2 separate regions of the Sus scrofa genome follow, and region 1 is linked to region 2. Evidence: chromatin contacts called from public HiChIP or PLAC-seq data. All regions are on one chromosome and are shown on one strand. Each heading gives the region's core, a stretch centred on a gene start, on an enhancer-like site or on the middle of the called end of the contact. The rest is flanking DNA. Distances are from core to core; before and after follow the strand shown. Region 1 holds the start of VTA1 (vacuolar protein sorting-associated protein VTA1 homolog). Region 2 holds the start of HIVEP2 (transcription factor HIVEP2).

Evidence for each region. HiChIP or PLAC-seq counts read pairs in DNA pulled down with a chosen protein or histone mark.
Region 1: an H3K27ac HiChIP or PLAC-seq map of alveolar macrophages shows a contact between it and region 2. The contact joins the promoter of VTA1 here to the promoter of HIVEP2 in region 2. A contact is called at or near these places in 3 of 47 Hi-C or Micro-C datasets (embryonic fibroblasts, fibroblasts and subcutaneous adipose tissue) and 1 of 2 datasets of contacts at active chromatin or transcription factors (alveolar macrophages).

Annotation. Positions count from the first base shown.
Region 1 is chr1:22,921,512-22,925,113 of Sscrofa11.1, forward strand. It overlaps VTA1 (vacuolar protein sorting-associated protein VTA1 homolog), which reads right to left and starts at 2,350. Exons shown (of 8, transcript XM_021087275.1): 1 at 2,156-2,350. The coding sequence starts at 2,267.
Region 2 is chr1:22,239,139-22,242,635 of Sscrofa11.1, forward strand. HIVEP2 (transcription factor HIVEP2) reads left to right here and starts at 1,543. Exons shown (of 10, transcript XM_021072421.1): 1 at 1,543-1,921.

The sequences.
Region 1 (3,602 bases), core at 1,100-3,599, 680 kb after region 2:
CATGAATATGTATTTTTTAGTCATTAAATACAAAAATAAAAATTTCCTTGGAAATACATTATGGGTTAAATTGCCTTTTTATGAATTAATATGATTTATCCTCAGAATGAACCAGTGTAGAATACTGGTTCTATCCCTACTTTCATTTTTTATGAATTTAACAAAAGAGAAAATTCATTCTCATAAAGAAGCAGATGAGAATGGAAGCGCTGTCACAGCAAATTCACTGAAGTCTTTAAATTCCTTCTGCTTATAAGCTAAACCCATCATCACTTATCATCAATTAATATTTTTAATAATTTTTCTTGGCTGACATTTTAATTAGGTCTGCCTCAAAATTTGTTTTAAGACTAGAAAAGAATCTGTCACCCATCATTAGAGTATTCACTTACCCAGTTCCTGACCATTTTTATTTTTACTGCTGAGCCTTGATGGGAACTCCTCCTGACCACTTTTAAAGTGAAATCCCCTCCTCACTTCCTACCGCCCTACTCTTGGTACTCCCTATTTTTTCCCCTGCTTTATTTTTCTTATAATTTTTTAATATTCTATATAATATACTCATATTATTACTTAATCTCCCCACTTCATAGTAGATAAGTTCCATGAATACAGGAACTGTACAGCCACAGTGCATAGGTAGAATTCAATAAATACAAACTGAATGAATGACTAATGGTCCCTGCTTGAGGTACCTGAAAAACAAGTCTAATGGAAAATGCTGTTAAGATTTGAACAAAATAAGGTATAGCCTTAAGAGTAATTAACTTACGGTCTACAGAAAAGGTGACATTTAAATTAGAACCTTGGAGTTCCCGTCCTGGCGCAGTGGAAACGAATCAGACTAAGAACAATGAGGTTGAGGGTTCGATCCCTGGGCTCACTCAGTGATTCAGTGGGTTAAGGATCCGGCATTGCGATGAGCTGTGGTGTAGGTCTCAGACGTAGCTCAGATCTGGCGCTGTCATGGCTGTGGCGTAGGCCCGCAGCTGCAGCTCCGATTAGACCCCTGGCCTGGGAACCTCCATATGCTGTGGGTACGGCCCTAAAAAGGACAAAAGATACATACATACATACATACATAAGAACCTGAATCATGAAGAGTTCTCCAAGTGGAGAAAAAAGGCAGACAACCCAAGAAAGGGAAGAGAGCAGAGGTTTGAAAGGGCCTTGCATATTTGAGAAATCAAAGCGGGAGACACCTGGCGTATGGCAACGATAACAGTGGACAGTATTTTAGCTAATCTTATAATGTCCACAACAGAGGACACATTATATTGAGCTTCTCAAAGCTAAAAGTCCTTTTCAGAAACTTTATAGTTGTTTGGTCACTTGTTTTATATGCAATTAAGTTAGACTATGTAATATAAAATAAAGTTTACTGGACCTACTATCTTCACTGCAAAGGAAAAAGTATGAACAAACTTAATCTGTGTGTTTCATCAACTGTAGATTATGTGTATTACAGTCAACCAAAGTGAGAATACTGCTACCAAACGTCTCAGCCCCAGGTATTATTCAAAGAAGTTAAAACCAAAGATCCTCATTAGTGGGAAAGAGTAGTCTGGATGCAAAAGGAGGAATGGTCTAACCCAAGTGCTTGTTTTGTAGCAGCTACTCTTCATTATGAATTTGTGAATGGACTTGCATGTTGTCACAATTAATCTGCACTTATTACTATGTTCTCAATCAATTCATCTCCCTTTTGTCCACATCACTACTGTCTTTAGGACACTTACCTATGTTTTAACCCCAACTCAATTACTTAACTACTCAGATTAATTCCAGGATATTCAGGGTATTTTCAGGAAACCCTGGTGGGGGCTGGAGGCTCTCGGACGTCCATACAGAAAGAAAACCTTAAGAGCTCATGAGCCTATGTGATCAGTTTAAAAATATTTAAGCACAAGACTGGAGAGCTGGTGGCCACCGCCGTGCTTTTGAAGTTTTGCCTTTCTGGGGCTTGCGGGGTTCCAGAGAGAATGTGGGGATCCCTGAGGAGGGCGGGGCCCTAGGGATTCCCACAGAAGGTCAGAGGGTCAGAGGTCAAAGCTAGGTCTAAAGCCAGGGGGGCGGGGCCTTGACTTAAGAACCAAGAGGCAGTTTTGTGGGCCCGGGAGGGTAATGAGGGCCGCGGCGACACGGACAGACTCACAGTAATATGCCACCACAGGGTCCCGCTTGTCATGCTCCTGAGCCGTCCTCAGATGATGCTGAATGCTCTTAAACTGCGGAGGCAGCGGGGGCAGCGGAGCAAGCGCGGCCATCTCCACCCCAAGAACCACCACTTCCTACTCGCGCGCCGCCGACACTTCCGCTTCCGTCTTCGGAGGGCGCGCGCAAGCACGGGCACAGCAAGTCCCGCCCATTTCCCTGTTGCTCAGCAACAGCAGGTCAATTACGGGTTCCCAACAGGGACAGCCTCCGCTTGTCTGGCTCGTAGCAGTTTAGTGCCCCGAGGAGGCTGAGCAGCTTCGCGGTTAAGCTGCTTATGGCACCAGCGCTCTCTGCTGGCTGCTGGCAGAAGGGAAAAGAGATTGTTTTATTTTCTTTGTTTCCACCCTCGACCCCCCTTTTGTGTCAGAAGATAGAAAGGGAAAAACAAAAAGAAAATAATGATTGTTAATTGGCAGAAAGGGTAAAGGCGTGAATTGCCTTTGGCATCATTCAGGAATTTTCTCTTCCAGTTCCTCAGGTTGTACTAATAGAGTCCCTAGAAGCCTTTCCAATTTTAGAAACTTTAAATGCAATTCTTGCGTAAGATGAGAGATGATGTGTTTAAAATGTTGAATTACACTTTTTTGTGTTGACACATTGGATAAAATAACCAGCCGCTTTTTTAACTTAAATACTAAACACGTTAAGCTTAAAAAAAAATTGAACTTTTTTTTTCTGAGCTGGTTACCACAAACACTAGTGAATGAATAATTTGTAGGTCGGTAGTTTCTGGAGAGTGATGAACTATTTGCAAAGTCTTTTGACAGTTATTATCTTGTGATTGCACAGATAAGGCGTTCAAATAATAATTCTTGTTCAATGCTGCCGACTCGTACTTTGTAGGTAGGCATCAACTTTTCCCATCACTGTTACCATCAGTGACATCAATTATTTTTCTCTCCTCTCCATCCTATAATTTTTCAGGACTTTACTCTTTATTTACCTCCTCCAATACCCTTCATCTTTATTTATTTTATCTCAGTCCCCAGTTTTGAGAGTTCATCTTAAAACTAATTTTCATGGAAATTGCACCATCTCAAAGAAACAAGATCTCAAGCTCTGAAATTTCCATCTGCCTATTCTCTAATCCACACTCCACCCATCCTATCCCACCCGTGACCTCAGCAGAACCTGCTCCTTGTCCTGTATAACCTCCAGTCCACATCTTTTGTCTATCCATGTTTGCAGACTACATCATCTTATCAGGAGGCTGCCTTTTTTCTTTTTTTTGCAATGAACTGAATTCTGTATTCTCCCCAATTTCAGCAACACATTCATTACCACTTGAGAACGTGTGTACTGTGGACTGAATATTTGTGTCTCCCCAAAATTTGTGTGTTGAAACTGAATGCCAAAGGTGGGGCCCTTGGCATATGGTTAGGTCG
Region 2 (3,497 bases), core at 293-2,792:
TTAAATGCACTCTCTTTTAATGAAAAGGGAAGGGAATATTTGATATGCCTTGACATTTGGTCCCTTTCCGCGAAATCTGAAACTTGAGACGCAAAACATTCCGCAGTTGTCGGTGAAATACCTGCCTTAAAAGCAGAACCACAGTTAATGTCTTTGGCCCGGAATTCCAGAGACTCATTTCCACCCCTCCCACGGAGTCACCTGCTCAGGGGGAACCCCGGCCAGAAATCCGGGTCGCGCCAGGTCAAATCTTGCGCGTCTCTTGTTTACTCCGCCCGGGGCAGGGCGGCGGCGCGGACGGGGGGCGGGGAGGGCCTATCGGGCCCGCGGCGCCGGGGCAGTCAGCTCTGCTCGGCTCTGCGCGGCCGCTGGGGCGCCCGGGAGGGGTGGCGCACGTTCCTTGCCCGGCCCGCAGACCACCCGGAGGAGGCGCTCTGAGAGTACGCCCGGCCCGGTGGCCATCCTTTCGCCGCGCTCCTGCCGCCGCGGCCGCCTGGGAACCTCCCCTAAGGGTGCACACAAGTCCACACAGGCAGGGTAACGGCTCGAGGGAGCCCCGGTGTCCCCCGGGTGTTGCCGGGCCGGGGAGGAAGCCCAGGGCCCCGGCCCCCACTCGCCTGGGATTCCCCCGTCCCCCGGCCCCGCTGTCCCCGCGCTGGGTGTGATTTCACTCGCGTCCCTTCGGAGGAAGGGAAGCTCGCAGACTGGAGGCGGCCGCTCGCCACAGGTCTCAGCACTGCCACCAGGAAACCGGCAGCTGCTCCTCTCGCAGCTGCTCAAACCGATTTGAATACCCCGGCGAGGGCGGGCCGCGATCCCCGAGCTGGGTGCGCCCAGGGCACCCTGGTGAGTGACCCCAGCGAAGGCAACTGGGGCATTTCGAGCGCGTGAAAAGTTCATGCTTCCGCAGGGGCCCGGAAAGTGCTAGTAAAACACTTTGCAAAGCTCCACAAACGCAGCCAGGACCTACAATATGATTTTATTTTATTTTTTGACCGATAGCATTAATGTTGCATAGAGGCGGGGCCACAGAGAGAAAAGGGATCGGAGGAACCCGGACAAAAATCATAAAGACAATTCTAATTAAAGACAATACGAATTATTCTATAATTCTCTTTGTCTTCTAGATGAGGAAAGATCTGGGAAATGGGAAGATAGGAGTGGGAGGGAGGAGGTTTCCGCATCCCTAAAGGAAATTCTCAGGCTCCTAGAGACGCCCAAGTTTTTTTGCATGACAAGTAGAGACTGGCTCTCTGGGGAGATCCCTGGATCCGAGCGAGCGGGAGCGCGGCTGCAGCGGGGCCGGGCCTTGACTTCCCGGTCGCTTCCCTCCCCCGTCGCGCCGCACAACCCTCTCCGCTCGCCGGCTCCAGACTGGTTTTTCTGGTTCGGCCTCCCTCCCTGGGACGCGCTGGGGGATCCGATGACGTCGCTGGCTGAGTCTCTCCCTCTTCCTCCCTCCCTCCGCCTCTCCCCCCGCCCGCCCTCGCCGCGCACTCCTCCTAGTAACTTCTGTTCGGGGAGGCGCTGCCAGGAATAACCCCGTGCGTCCACAGACCGGGAGGGGAGGCGGCCGCTGCGGCTCCCGCACGCAGACTGCTGCGGCCCGGGCCTCGCGGCTCCCTCCCGAGCCCGGCGGCCCCTGTCCCGGGACCATCTCCGTACAGTGTCAGAAAAATAAATAAAGGAAAGAGGAGCCTGGGCAGGCGGTCGGGATCGCTTCCCTCCCTCCGTGCCCGCCCTCCCTCCCTCTGTCCTTAAGGAAATGCTACCAGACACCCCCCACCAGACACGCTCAGCCTTGGCGAGGAGCGGCCGCCGCGGCAGCGAGAACAAGGGCACCAGGGGGGTTTCCTCCCCCTCCTCCTCTCCCTCCTCTTCCTCCTCCTTCTCCTCCTCCTTCTCAGCGGTGACTTTCCAGGTGAGCGGCCGCCGCTGCTGCTGCTGCTGCTGCGAGGATCCCCCTCGCCCGCTCGGGCTTGGGCCGCCGCGTCGCGCCCTCCTCCGGCTCCTGTCACCCGGCGGCGGCCGGGAGCTGACAGCCGCCCTAGGGGCTCGCGGCCCAGAGGCGGGCGGCCGGCGGGAGGCGGGCTGGAGGTGAGGGGGGTGGAGAGGAGGCAAGCGGGGCGCCACCGAGCGCTGTCTCTCCCCGCCGGAGGAGGGTCTCCGCAGAAACATCCTCGGTGACTGTGGCACAAGTCTCCGCCAAGTTGTGTCTTGGACGTTGAAGCTCCTGGGAGCCCGGAGCAACTTGGAGGGTCTCCCGGCTCGTTAATCATATTCCTACACGTCTCGACTTTGGGGTGCTGGGTGCAGCCTTGGGGTGCGCGGAGGGCGGACCAACCATTCGGGTGAGCAGAGCGGCGGGAATCTAGGTTCCTCGGCTCGGTAAGTGGCCTCGGCGCGGTGTTTTTCCTGCCTCCCTTAGCATTAGCAGCTCGTTTCACTTTACAGCGAAATCGCCGCTGCCGGACCCCATCGCCCTCCCGGCGCGCGCCCTCGGCCCCTGGTCTACGGCGCAAGGGTGAGGGTCGGAGGGGGCGGGGATGGGGGAGACCTCAGGTGGGGGGGTCCGGCGCGTTGGGAAATGCGGGGAATACCCTGGCCGAGGATCTATGCAGATGAGGGGTGGCTGCTTTGCGTAATGTCCTGGGGGGAGGGGGCGGCGCGGGAGCGCTGGAGGCAGGAATGTGCCTGGTTGCTAATGAGGGACGTGCACCGGCGCGCACCGCCCGGCCACCGCTGCGGCTGCCGCGGCCGCTGGCCGCCCGTCGTCAGGTAGCGGGGGAGGGGGCCGCGCGGCGCGGGTCGGGGGCGGGCGGGAGGCACGAGGGCCGGGCCGCCGGCCTAAGGCCGAGCGAGGGCAGTGAAGGCGCCGGCTGTTGGCATTTCGGCGACTCCTTTCTCCTCCCGAGCCGGGAAGGAAGGAAGGAGAGAAGGAAGGAAGCAAGGAAGGAGGGGACTGTCTCGATGGAAGGTTCAGGAGGAGGCGCCCTGGCTTTGCGGGTGCACCGGCCGCGGAGCGGCTCCCGGCGCGGCGGGCTGGCCGGGGGCGCTCGGAGACGGGTGGGGCGGTTTGCATGCGTGTTGGTCTGTGCGTCTGCCCGGGGACCGGGAAGGGACATGTGTGTTTGGGCTGTGCACTGTGGGGAGCTGGGTCTGCGCCTTTATGTCTGTTCCCTGAAGTGGGTGGAACGTTGGCCCGTTCCGGGAATGTTCCATGACGTGGTGCAGCCACAGGAAGGGGGTTAACTAGGGGCTCTCTGCCGCGGCGGCTCTGCCGGCCGCTATCAAAGCAGATGTGCTGCCGCTGCTCCTCCTTCTCTCTCACCTCCCTTCACCCCTCCCCCAGCCTTTCCCTTCTGTGCGTCTGGTACTGGCAGGGGTGAGACAGGAAAACGCTGCTCTGTGTGTGGGGGTGGGGTGGGTGGGGTGGGGGCGGGGGGGTGATGTGTGTGTGGTGTCTGTCGTATTTGGTGGGGGTGACTCCAGATCAG